Linked DNA regions of Sus scrofa: region 2 is linked to region 1. A link is a contact called in public Hi-C data. All regions are on one chromosome and are shown on one strand. Each heading gives the region's core, a stretch centred on a gene start, on an enhancer-like site or on the middle of the called end of the contact. The rest is flanking DNA. Distances are from core to core; before and after follow the strand shown.

Region 1 (6,364 bases), core at 2,043-4,542:
CATGAAGAGCCAGGCCTGGAGCCCAGAGGGACCTGGGAATGAAGATCTTCTGCTCTGTGTGGAAAAGGATCAGAATTGAACACTGGGGGTGGGAAGAGGGGGAGGGAATGAGGGAGGGAGGAGGTCCCCAGCACAGCTGGAGGCTGACCCCCGGGAAAGGATGACCAGGGATGGAGTGGAGGTTACTGCTTTTGCTTATGCCTTTTCTGGTGACCCCCCCCCCCCCCACCGCTGGCACCTCTAGCCACAAGGAAGACCCTGGCTGAGGCTGGGCCATCCTGGTGCCTCATTAGGACTTAGCATGAGAGGGGGGAACAGAGCACCTGTGCCCAGGAGGTTCAGCAGGAACCTGCCTTGCACAGCAGCCTGGGGGCCCAGGGGTGGGCACGGGTCACCCCACCTGCTGCAGACTCCAGAGCAGTGGTCCACGGCTCCCACTGCTGGGTCCTGAGGCTGGGAGCTCAAGACATGGTTCCAGGCTGGCACTGTTGGATCCAATATCTCACTGTTCTGTTCTGCAGGCCGCAGGGTCCACCTCACGCAGAGGGATGCGCATGGTCAGAGGACACCAGGGGTCTGATGCCACCAAATACAACTGGGCAGCTCGGCATCGCTGAGCCCTACCCAGAAATCCCCTGCCTGAGGACTCTGCCACTCTAAGGCTATCCTGAGTCACACCCCTTGGTGCCTGAGGGGAACAGAGAGGATGATGGACAAAGGCCTGTTTCTTTTTATTTTTTTAAGTAAGGCCAACCCTGTGTATCAGCCAGGCCCTGTTAATGAGTGTGTGTCTGTGTGTCTGTGTGAGTATATGAGTGCGAGTGTCTGTGTGCACCTGTACTTGTGTGTATAAGTCTAAGTATCTATATGTGTATGTATGTTTACATGTGACTGTGTGTCTGCATGTACGAGTGTGTACATGAGTGAGTTTCTTAGGTGTGTGTGTGACTGTGCATGTGTGTGAACACGTGTGAAGGTCTATGTGAATGGGGGTGTCTGTACATGTGAATGTGCAAGTGTGTGTATGTGTCTGTGTGTGAATATGTGTGTAAATGTGTGTGCTCACATGTGTATAGAGGATGTGTCTCTGGATGTGTGTGCACCCGAGAATGTGTGTGAATGTGCACGCCTGTGTGCACACATAAATGTCAAGAAGCTTAGATGCTTTGCAGATGTTATGTCTAATTAAGACCCACAACAACCCTGTTAGGCAGGTATCACTCCCATTTTACAAGATAGGGGGACTGCAGCACAGAGCGGTTGGGTGACCTGCCCAAGGTCACACAGTTAAATTCACTGACGAGCCAGGACCTGAGGGTGTGTCAGTGCAGCAGTGGTGATAGGTGAGTGGAGCCAGGCTCCTCTCTCTGGGTCACTTTCTGGAAGCCTCGGGCTTGTGGCTGATTGGGGAGCCCTCACTCCCTGACCATTAGCTGGAGGCCAGCCTGCTTCTCCACTGACATCACAAGAGGCCAGCAGGCCCAAGTGAGCAGATGTTCTGAGCTTGGCCATGGCCACCCCTGCCTGTAGTGCACACCTTTCTGAGAGAGCCGGGACTCAGAGACCTGGAACCAGGTTCCCCCTGTGGGCAGCCTCTCGGGCTCTGTGCTTGCCTTATGCCTGCCCTACCAGCCTGCAAACATCCGATGGATGGTTCTGCAGCAAAGGTGTCCAGTTTCCTGGCCAAGGTCACTCATCCTTTGTCAACGGGGGGCGTGGAGCCCCCTTTGCTTTCTCATGGCCCTGGAGAACAGCCAGCCCCGCATGGCTGACAAGGCCAAGGTTAGGGTCTTCCAGCCCCTCTCTCTGCTCTAGGCCTGGAGCCTGGCTATGGGGGAGCAGAGGCAGGCCTCACCCAGCTCTGTGTTCACGCCCATCTCTTCCCTCTCAGCTGCAGAGCAAGGAGGGCCATCTTCAAGGCCAAGGGCTTTGCAGGGTATGAACCAGGGGTGTCTCGAGCACCAGAGAAGAAAAGGCAGAACCTCCGCGCCTCCTGCACCTTGCTGTATATTGAAAGGAACAAAGAAGAGTGTCACCTAAGTACAGTCCTCTCAGAGGGCCCAATTAAGACAAACGATTTTTGTAAAAGCAGCGTAAAACCCCCTAAATGATTGCCACGTTGTATTCGGGGCGGGGAGAGGCAGGTGATCAATACACAGGAGGGTCCCCTCATGTTAGCTGTTCGTCCCACCGGAGCAAGCTGCCAGTGCAAGTGCGCAGCTCCTGGGCTGTAATTTCATTTTCCTGAGCGCTGTTGGATACACGTTGCTGGGAGCCCAGGGCTCCAGCTCTTCTGGTGAACAGAGATGCAGGCCAAGAGCCAGAGCCAGAAAATAAATACACAAAGCCAGAAACCTCCTGTGCTGATGCAGCTGAAAGGTTACAGCTATGGGCCTTTCAGAGAAGCAGCCTCTCCAGAAACCTGCCCTGCCCCCGCCCCCGCCCCCCGCCCCCAGATGCACAGCCACAGGCAGCCGCCAGCTTGCAGAGACAGCACTGCTCCAGGCGGGTGCTGCAGGGAGACCCATGCCAGGCCAGGCCCTGCTCACCTCCTGCTTCCTCAGTCCAGGGGCTGTGGGATCCAGAATCTTCTCGAAGCACCTGAGGACGATGGAGGATCCCCCACCCCGCTTCCCAGCCCGAGCTACCCACCCTGTCTTCAAGGGTTTAGCTGGTTCCTTTTTTTGTTTTCCTTTCTTTTTTTCTTTTTTTTTTTTTTTGTCTTTTTAGGGCTGCACCCACAGCATACGGAGGTTCCCAGGCTAGGGGTCGAATCAGAGCTGCAGCTGCCAGCCTACACTACAGCCACAGCAACATGGGATCCTAGCCACTCTGCGACCTACACCGAAGCTCATAGCAACACCAGCTCCTTAACCCACTGAGCGAGGATCAAACCTGAGTCCTCATGGATGCTAGTTGGGTTTGTTAATCACTGAGCCACAGTAGGAACTCCCCTAGCTGGTTCCTGATGTACATGAGGGCCCCGCTTTGAGGAGACACCTGGGGGGTGAGCTGAGGGTCATAGGGTCAGGCCTCAAGGGCTGTTCCCTCTGCAAGACTCACAGCCACAGGCTGCCTTTCCAGGCCTCCAGGAGCCAGGACACACCCTGCCCGGTGCCTCCACCCCCACCAACCCCCTGTGCCCTGGCCCAGCCCCAGGCCCAGCCCAGGCCAGGAATGGTTTGCCCACACTTCCCAAGAGGTGGGAGGGACGGAGGCATGTACGTAGCCCAGTGTAGGCAGGCTCTCTGCCTCCCTCTTTGGAGGGGGTGCCGTGGCAGGCACTCAGGGGAGGCTTTCCACACACCCACCTCAGCCCATGGCAGAGCATGGCCTGGGCGGGGCTGTGACACCAGCCCTGGGCCAAAGAGTCTGGGCTAGAGTCCCAGCTCCTCTGACCCGACATGTGACCTTGAGCAGCTCAGCTCATCGGACCTGTTTCCTCATGTGTAAAATAGGACCTACTTCACAGAGTTGATCTAAGGATTAAATGAGTTTTTCTGTATGTACACAGACATAGCTATATGCACACCCATGCGTATATACACAGAATTATATATAATAATATAAATAAATTATATATGAGGGCAGAGGTATATACATGAGATTTATTTATAATAATGAGATTTATTTGTGTGTATATGAGGGTCTATGAGGTTATACATGCGCATGATATTTAAAGTACTTAGAACAACACCTGGCACCTAGGAAGGCTCCATAAATATTCATTGTTCTTCTTTTTCTTCTTCCTCTGGTTCCCATTGTCCATATAAGTGCAGCTCTGAGATCAGGCAGCCTGGGTTCAAGTCCACATCTAGCTACTCCATAGCCCTGTGAGCAGAGGTGAAGTTTGCCAACCTACCCAAGCCTCACTCAGTGTCAGCAGAATAAAGTCAGTTAGAAATCATAGGCCTTTTTTTTTCTTTTTTTTTTTTTTAAAGGTTGCACATGCAGCATGTGGAGGTTCCCAGGCTAAGGGTCAAATCAGAGCTGTAGCCACTGGCCTACACCACAGCCATAGCAACACAGGATCTGAGCCGTGTCAGTGACCTATGCCACAGCTCATAGCAACGCTGGATCCTTAACCCACTGAGCAAGGACAGGGATCAAACTCACATCCTCATGGATCCTAGTCGGGTTTGTTAACCACTGAGCAGCCACGAAGGGAAGGCCCAGAAATCATAGTATGAACTATACCCTTGAAACAAGTTAAAATTGTAAATTTTATTGTGTGTACATTTTACCACAATAAAATAAATCTTTTTTTCTTTTTAGGGCCACAGGTGTGGCCTATGAAAATTCCCAGCCTAAGGGTTGAATCAGACCTGCAGCTGCTGGCCTACGGCACAGCCACAGCAACACCAGATCTGAGCTACATCTGCGACCTGCACCACAGCACACGGTAATGCCAGGTCCTTAACCCACAGAGTGAGGCCAGGGATTGAACTGGTGTCCTCATAAACACTATGTCAGGTCCTTAAGCTGCTGAACCACAACTGGAACTCCAAAATAAATCTTAATTAATATCAAATTAATATCAGATATTTGCCTGACCCAAAGTTCACAAATACATCAAATGAAACCCATAATGTTAATGATAGTATTATTTGAACAGGTACTCCCCAAGCCTAGTGTCTAGGGCACAGTATTTACATTTGGAAGAGATCTTGAACTTAGATCCTGGTGGGTCTGGGGATCTGGAAAGTGTTGGGGCAAGATGGCAACAAGACCGGGCTCCCTACAGCTCTGGGAGGGAGAAACTCTGATATACTGCAACAGGGACAAGTTGGTGGCCCTGCAGACACTACACTGGGGCCTCTGGATGAGCCCTTCCTCATGGGCTGATGTCCACAGGAGGATATTTCCAACATTGTCTAGGCAAGAGGCCTACCTGCCTTCTTTCCAGACTTCTCCAGAAAGCATGCTCCAGCAAGCCCTCATAGTGCAACAGGCATCTCTCTGTCCTGCTCACCCCCAGGGTGACCCGAGATGCCTTCATCCCAGAGCCCCCCACAGTGACAGGATGGTTTCAGAGTGATGGCTCCAGGTCTGAAGGTGGCCCAGGAGTTAGGAGTAAAGGGAGCTATCTTTCATCACCAGGTGCCTGTGCACCTTCCTCTGGTTGCCCAGGCAACATGACAAGGCCTCTGCTTCTCACCAGGACAAGCCTGCTGCTTCTCAAGATGCACACAGGATTCTGGTGGGGACGGGAAAGGATGGGAGTGGCATGGACCATAGGTCGGAGCCTTGGGGACGCTGCAGGGGGCCTCACGGGGGGCTCACGGCAGAGCTTGTAGAGAACCATCTCATTTTCTGAGCATCCCATGTGCCAAGCACATTCTCAGCCATCCTTTGTCCTAGTCTTTCAGAGCAAAGCCTCCAGTTTAGGCCTTGTGTTCCCATTACACAGAAGAGAAAGCTGAGGTTCAGAGATTCATCAATTGTCACTGAGTCCCAGCACTGGTAGGAAAAAGAATTTGAACTCGAAACTGTCAGACTGCAAAAGCACACTATTCTTTCCACCCTGGAACTGCTCACACTTGGCAAATCACATGCCACATTTATGTAATAATTTTCTTCGGATCAACTTTAAGTCTTTTTTTAGTTAGCTTTGTCCTAAACAACACTGTCTATGAAATGGTGGATCTAATGTGGGACTTTCACTTTTTTTCAAATCTCATTAAAATTAATCTATGACTTTCAAAATAAACTCAAGCGTACACCACCTGCCCCCATTGTGCCAATTACCATATCCAGCAGGGTCCAAGAAACACCCAGTTGGGACATGACTAAGAGAAGAATTTCATATGCAGAACAGACATGGATTTGACACTCATCTTCAGCTATCAGTAAATGGACTTCAGCTTGGTCACTAGGGGAGATTCTGAGAGTCTTCTGGCCAACGATGTCCACTCCGGGCAGCTGGGAGAGGTTTAGAAGGAGATTTAAAGGAGAAAAGTAGGAGTTCCTGTTGTGGCTCAGCAAGTTAAGAACCTGACATAGCGTTGGTGAAGATGTGGATTTGATCCCTGGCCTCACTCAGAAGGTTAAGGATCTGACGTTGCCATGAACTGCGGTGTAGGTCGCAGAGGCAGCTTGGATCCTGCATTGCTGTAGCTGTGGCTCCTCCAATTCTCCTGGGAACCTCCATATGCTGTGGGTGTGGCTATAAAAAGAAAGGAGACCAGTAAGGAAGAAGCATCCATGAAACAAGCTGGCAGCACGTGAATATATGAATTGTTTCCTAACACTGCTGCACAAGTAACCAAAAACTGAGTAATACAATAGAAATTTACTTTCAGCTTATTTCTGGGAGCTGAAACAAGGTGTTGGCAAGGCCATGCCCTCTCTGAAGCTCCAAGGG
Region 2 (6,364 bases), core at 979-3,478, 140 kb before region 1:
GCTCTCTTGCAGCAAATCTCAGCCCTAGTTCCTACAAGGGAACTTTTTTCTTAATGTTATCTGTGGTCTTTCTTAGCCTTTATTTTTTATTGCACTGCGTGGTTTGGATGGTGAACTCCCCCGAGCAGCACTGAGTGTGCCTGTGTGTCGTGCCTACTGAGACACGCAGCCCAGGGAGTTTTGGCCCCACTTTGGAGCATGGATCTGTGAGCGTATGTTCTCCACTGTGCTGATAGCTGAGCTGAGCTGTTTGGGTCACTTGGTAGTTCCAGATCCTTGCTCTGCGAGCTCTATCTGTGAAACGGCAGGAGAGGCACACAGGCTCGGGGTCGCAAAGACTGAAAGGTTCGTGCCTAGTTGTTCTATTTAGCAGTGACAGTGATTCATTTAGCTTTTCTTTTCTTTTTTTTTTTAATTATAGTTGATGTAAATGTTCTGTCAATTTATGCTGTACAGCAAAGTGACCCAGTCACACATATATATGTGTACACATTTTTTTTTTCACATTATCTTCCATCATGTTTCATCACAAGTGACTAGATATAGCTCCCTGTGCTATACATATACAGTAGAATCTCACTGCTTATCCACTCCAAATGCAATAGTTTGCATCTACTAATCCCAGACCCCCAGCCCATCCCATGAGAGTGGGTGATTCTTCTCGTCCCCAAGCTCAGGCGCACAAAGTCCAAAAGCCTGGCGTGTCTGGTTCACTTGGCAGAGGCCAGGCACGTCTCCATCTGCAGCCCAGTCAGAGCTGCCTTCTGCGGGCAGCCTGGGGTCAAGGCCTCTCCCACATCCCGCACACCTTCTTCCCTGGGTAGGGCATGAGAGCATGTTTTGCTGTGATTATTTTGGCTTCAAAATTCCATGATACTTGATAGGTGGTCTCAAGTGCAACTTGAAATTGGTCCCAGTGCTAAAGCCGTGGTGGTGGCCGGTGCTGGTCCCACTGCCTGCTTCCCTGTCCCACCCCATTTGGAGGCCCCACAGGCTGCTCCCTGGCCCTGGTAAGTCAGCTGGACCCTGCTCCCCACTCTAGGGTGGTCCCTTGCCACAACCCACTTCTAGCTGTGACTTTGGTGTGGCCGTGCAGCAAACTGCTCCGGATTCCTTGCTGAATGCTCTTGACACTGTCTCCAAGCTTCAAAAAAGAGTGAGTCTGTCCGGTGAAGCTCAGAGCACCTGAATCCCCCATCACCTACCTTTATGGGCCTGCTCTCAGACAGAATAGATCTGGAATGTGACATTGCTTTTCATCCTGGTTTTTTGCAGAAAATCAAGTACTTAATCACCATAAATTTAATTTTCATTAACTGGCTGCTGTTTGCTTCTTGTCATGCGCGGGGCCTGCCTCTCCTCCTGCAATGCCTTCAGTAACTCTCTGTCCTCAGAATCAGCCCGGGGCTCGGCCCTGGCTCCCCTACCCTCCACCCCCCTCCCAGCAGATGCTACCCTCTCTCTCCTTTTCTTTACCTCGGTGTTGCCCTTGTCACAAAGTCATGGTCATTTGCACGGCTCTGTCTGAAACCAGAGTGTGAGCTCCATGAAGGAAGTGCTGTCATGTGGCTCTGGACAGGAGGGACCCCCCCCAGCATCTGGACTATGTTTGGCTGTAGGCCTTGGGTTTCCCTGTAAAGTGTGGGTGTTCTCTGTCTGCGAGGTGGGAATCTGTACCTGCCTGCCTCCTGCTCCAGGAGCAGCGGCTGTGGCTTTCTCCTGGGCCCTTCCCACCAATGGTGGCCCTGTAGGCGCCCTGTGGGAGGCACTGTGCCGTGCTCTTCTGCACGTGGTGCTGGTGGCTCAGGGGTGCCTGAGAGACCTGGGTGCAGACACAGACTCGAGGTCAGGTGTTCCCTGTGACACAGGCAGGTGTGGAGCAGGAGCCCCTCGCCCGAGAGGAGCGTGGACTATCAGGATGGCCATAAAAGTCAGTGAGCCCAGATAATGCAGTTCCTGATCTAGACCATGGAGGTGAAAATGCCCCATGGGCAGGATCTACACCACGCGTGCGTGTGTGCGTGTGTGTGTGTGTGTGTGTGCGAGACACACGCACATAAATTATTTGTGCCTAGTAGCTCATTTCATTCTTTAATAATCTCTTTACCCAAATGACTCATTGTAATAGATCTCTCTTAAGTGTTTTTATGATTTAGACTAAAACAGTGTTACGTAACTCTGGACTAAGAAGTGTTGTTTTTCACTTAAAGGGCAGAGGATCAGGAGCAGTGGTTGGTTGAGCATGAGCGGGTGTATTCGTTGGCCAGGGCAGCTGGAGCACGGTACCATGGACAGAGGGGCTTAAACAGCAGAAATGTCTTTTTCATGGTCTTGGAGGCCAGAAGCCCCAGGTCCTGGGCTGGCTGGGCTGACGTGGGCTGCCCCCACCCCCACCCCAGCACCGTCTGGTGCAGACCGGGGGCTCTGAGACTCCTGCACAGGAGCTGATTGGTACAGGGGTCAGAGGGCAATGCGTCTGCCAGACCTGGGAGTTGCCTGTCCTCCAGACCTGCTGAGCCAGCAGCGGCTCCGGCCGGCGGTGCCAGCTGTCAAGGGCTTTCTGGGCTGGCACGGCTCTTGGCACTAGTGATAATGGCTTCCTCTGTTGAATGTCGTCCAAAAGCAATTGTTCGCTGGCTTAACGGCGTGTGCCATGTCGTCACGTGTGCCGTCCCTGTGTCCTCACTAACTCAGATGTTGCAGCATCCTTGCACTTGTCAGGGATCGGGTGTTCTTTTGCCAGATTTTTCTTTCGTTCCCCTGCCACCCCCACATATCTTTGCACACCCCAATGTTCTTCTCATGTGAGATGAAAAGCGAAGCTCAAACTAAACTTGGGAAGATTTCTCTGTCTCTTGTCCTCAGAGGATGCATGGAAGGTGCCTCCTCTCCGACGCTATCAGTTCCGGAATGTGCAGTTGGCTAACTATCAGCATTGGGGTCTGTCCCTAGCATGTGAACCCCATCCCCCTGTGGTGTCGTTTTGCCTCTGTTCTCTAGTCCCAGCCATAACAACTGGTTGGCTTGAGATTTCCCACCTTGAAGTGATAGTTTAGCTGAGCCCCACGCACGCTTTTCTTCATTTTAGTAAGCCGTGGTTTTATTTTGAATAAGCCTCTTTCAACCTGTTAATATTAGTCTCAACTAAAATTAACCTTCCCCGAAATTATTCTCACCCAGAAGCAGCAAAGTAATTTTGAAAGTTAAATCAAAACAAAGCAATCTTGTGTGTCAAACAGATAAAAATCACAGACTGTGGTTTCGGAGCGCCTCTGCAGGCATCGCTTACATAAAGCCGCTTTCCTCCATTCTGGTTCTGGAAGGAGCAAGGGAAGTGCTCTGGCCTTATCATGATTCTATCCTGTCCAGCCAGCCCTAGAGGACCGTGGAAACAGCAGCCGAGAGGGCACTCCACTCGTAGCTGGCGTCTGAGGGCAGGGTTTGGGTCTAAGAAGGGAACGCCTGTCCTTAGCCTGACTCTCGGCCGGTGGTTCGGGGACGTGGGTGGGAAAGCACCCCCCAAGCTCCCAGCGGAAGAAGGGGGTTGGTGGGGCACTCCAGACGGAGCAGAGAGTTGGTCTGGGCTGTGGATTTCAGACCTGAACTGGGAAGCAGGTTGTAGCTCCCTTCATGGAGGCAGATATTACCAGCTTTGACTGTTTCAGAGTTTACACCCTACACTGATCTGCCAAATGGATTGGAACTCAAAGACCCCAGGCCCTCCGAGATCTTGAAATAACCTGGCTGTTCTCTTTTGAACAGTTTCTCGGCTTGTCATAACCTATGGTGGTCTCTGGCCAACAGGCCTTTTCTATTTTTCGTCACTCTTTGACCTCCACTCTGCGGTGGAAGGGGGCCTGGGGTCAGCTCTGCCAGTATCTGTGACCTTGGCCGCAGTGCTGGGCCAGTGGTTTACCCAGTGGAGCCACACGCCCACAGCCAGAGGCGCAGTGATGCATCAGTGCTCCACTTTATTTAGCTTCTTGGGGCAAATTACCCCAAATCGCTGGTTTCTCAAATAAATTACAGCCGCCTGCAATGAGGGCGTCTGAAACATTTGAACGTCAGTAATTCGGTCAGGAAGCTGCTTACCTCTTATGCATAGGTTCCTTCTTTCCCTTCTCTGGCTGCTCCAGGGCCCTCTTCCCGGGACCCCACCTCCAGGGCTTGGGGTGGCTTTTCTTCAGCACCTGTGTGGAGGTGGTGGGCATGTTCCCTTGCCAGGGTAGATGCTGCTTCTGATCAGGCAACTCTGGCCAGTGGTGGCATCCACTGTGGAAGAGTGGTTTTCAGAAGGGTGAACAGATTCAGGGACTCTTGGCGTTTTCCAAGCATCCTTTTTGGTCACTTTAAGAAAGAAAATCATTTGGTGCGCCTGCTCTTTATGGGGTGACGTCTTCCTGTGCAGGGGCGGGAGGAAGGACTCTGCTTCTTGGTCTCAGGAAGACTTGGCATTTGGGTGACACGGTGCCCTCTAAGGGGCATCTCCATAGCTGTTAGGATGGGACTGGTGGTTGCCTTAAATACGGGCATTTTTCCCCTCCCCTACGCCCAACCCCCTCCCCGCCTCAAAATAAGTTGTGGCTGGAAAGTAAGCAACTTTCCTTTTGTTGTTTCAGGTCTTTCTGAATAATTACCAAGCAGCCGAAGCCCACCCTCAGATGGTTATCTTACGACTGTTACGCTACATCGCCCGTCTGGTGTGGAGGATGCAGTGACGCTGGGTTCCTCGCGGAGCTGGGACGTGTGCAGACATTTCGCTTGTTCAGACCAACGAGCCCAGCACTGTGGTGACGAGCCCAGCACCGTGGTGTCTCGGTGCCTCGAGGTGCAGCCCACGGTTCTTTGCCGGAGGGGCAGGCAGCCGGCTGGTGTGTCCCCGGAGGACACTGAGCTGCACGTGGACCTGACCTTGTCTATTGATCACCCCCATGGCAGAATTTCTAATGGAGCTTCTGGTGAATGTAAATGAGGGAGGATTTTTTCTTTTTGAAACTGTGTACAAAATCATGGTTCTCCAGAGCAGGATTTGATGCAAGAATGATGTTTTACATGGGGTGTGGTTTTTTTTTTTTTTTTTTTTTTTTTTCCTTTCCCACCTTCTTTGATAAGAACAGGTTTTTCAAAAAGGAAATGGAAAGAAAGGAAATGGAAAGTTTTTAACCAGCTCAAGTGATTTTTGTACTAAAATTTTAAGAACCTTTTGCCTCCTCTCAGAGGATTATGTAAAGACTCCAGTGGAAACTGAGCCAGCTAATTCATAAAGCTGCCTTAGTTTATTTTTAGAGGTCACTGTATAGCATTTTTAAACGGGAGCAGTGTGGAGGGGCCCACCCTTCCCTGCCGTTGCCTTTGGGCCTTTTTTTTTTTTTTTAAATCATTAATTATCAATACCAAAAAATTCTTCTGAAATGGAACTGATGGAAGGGGCCAAAGGTCTCTGGTCAGCCTGTATTGACCTGCCACTCCCGTTTTGTAAATATATACTTACCTCCTTAAATTTGCTTGCATCTGCAGCAAAATTTCTCTCTCCCTGTGTCTCTCCTCCTCTCTCTTGGTGATGCTCCTTAAGCCTGTGGTGACACTGATGCACACGTTTGGTCCAGGGTATTTTCATTGTAAGAAGTGATTGGGTCAGAACACACGTTAGCATCTGCCTGCATCTGACACAGCCTGACTTGTGCTGCGTGGCTGGTAGCTTGCTCACTGGGTTGTGCTCTGTGTTGGTTTTCATTTGGTTTTGACAGCCTTGTCAGTTAGAATTGCTCTGAAGAGATCATCGCGGCCATAACACAGAATATTTTGCCCCCTTTGCTGTTGGTGTTCCCAGATGCAGGCTTTCCCCAAGTAGCAGGATGGACTCAGCCCAAGGTCCCAGGTGGTGCACATGCCCACCTGTGGCCCCATCCAGCTGCAGGTGTCTGAGGTGGCAGTTGGCACAGGCTGTGGGCGGGGCTTCAGACAGCAGTTTCCTGAGCATCCTGGCTTTTCGTCCACCTCTGTTCACCTGGCCTTTGATGGCTAACCCTTGGTTGCCACCCTTCGAAATAGAGACTCAATTCTGCTCTCAGCCGTCCCATAAAAAACCCCATTGGGCACAAGTCTGAAATGCTCCCTTGGCCTTCTGACAGCTGTCCATGTCACTTGCTCCATTTCCCTCAGGAGAGCTGGGTTTTGTCAGGCCCCTTGAGTCCATCCCCTGCTTTTGGGGGTGCCCTCCCTCCAGCCTGCCGTAAGGATGGCAGGGAACGGAAGCCCTTAAGTGGGTTGGTCTCTTCAAAGGCAGTTCGGCTACTGGGGAGACCTGAAAAAGACAGAGTGTGGGAAGAGCGGAAGTGATCATTCTGTGAACCCCAGAACTCCT

The links. Hi-C and Micro-C count contacts between places; a contact is called where the count stands out from the background.
Region 2: a Hi-C map of heart right ventricle shows a contact between it and region 1, with 1.7 times the contacts expected there. The contact joins two enhancer-like sites. A contact is called at or near these places in 3 of 47 Hi-C or Micro-C datasets (heart right ventricle and liver).

What each region holds. Positions count from the first base shown.
Region 1 is chr3:45,019,624-45,025,987 of Sscrofa11.1, reverse strand. All of the region lies in intron 4 of LOC106509733 (a long non-coding RNA gene), which reads right to left. Among named protein-coding and RNA genes, the nearest start is that of BCL2L11, 180 kb to the left of the region's middle. Within about 2 kb of position 3,292, at least 22 of the 83 cell types and tissues checked have an H3K27ac peak or open chromatin away from gene starts, as enhancers often do.
Region 2 is chr3:45,159,510-45,165,873 of Sscrofa11.1, reverse strand. It overlaps a transcript of BCL2L11 not described here. Among named protein-coding and RNA genes, the nearest start is that of BCL2L11, 36 kb to the left of the region's middle. Within about 2 kb of position 2,228, at least 11 of the 83 cell types and tissues checked have an H3K27ac peak or open chromatin away from gene starts, as enhancers often do.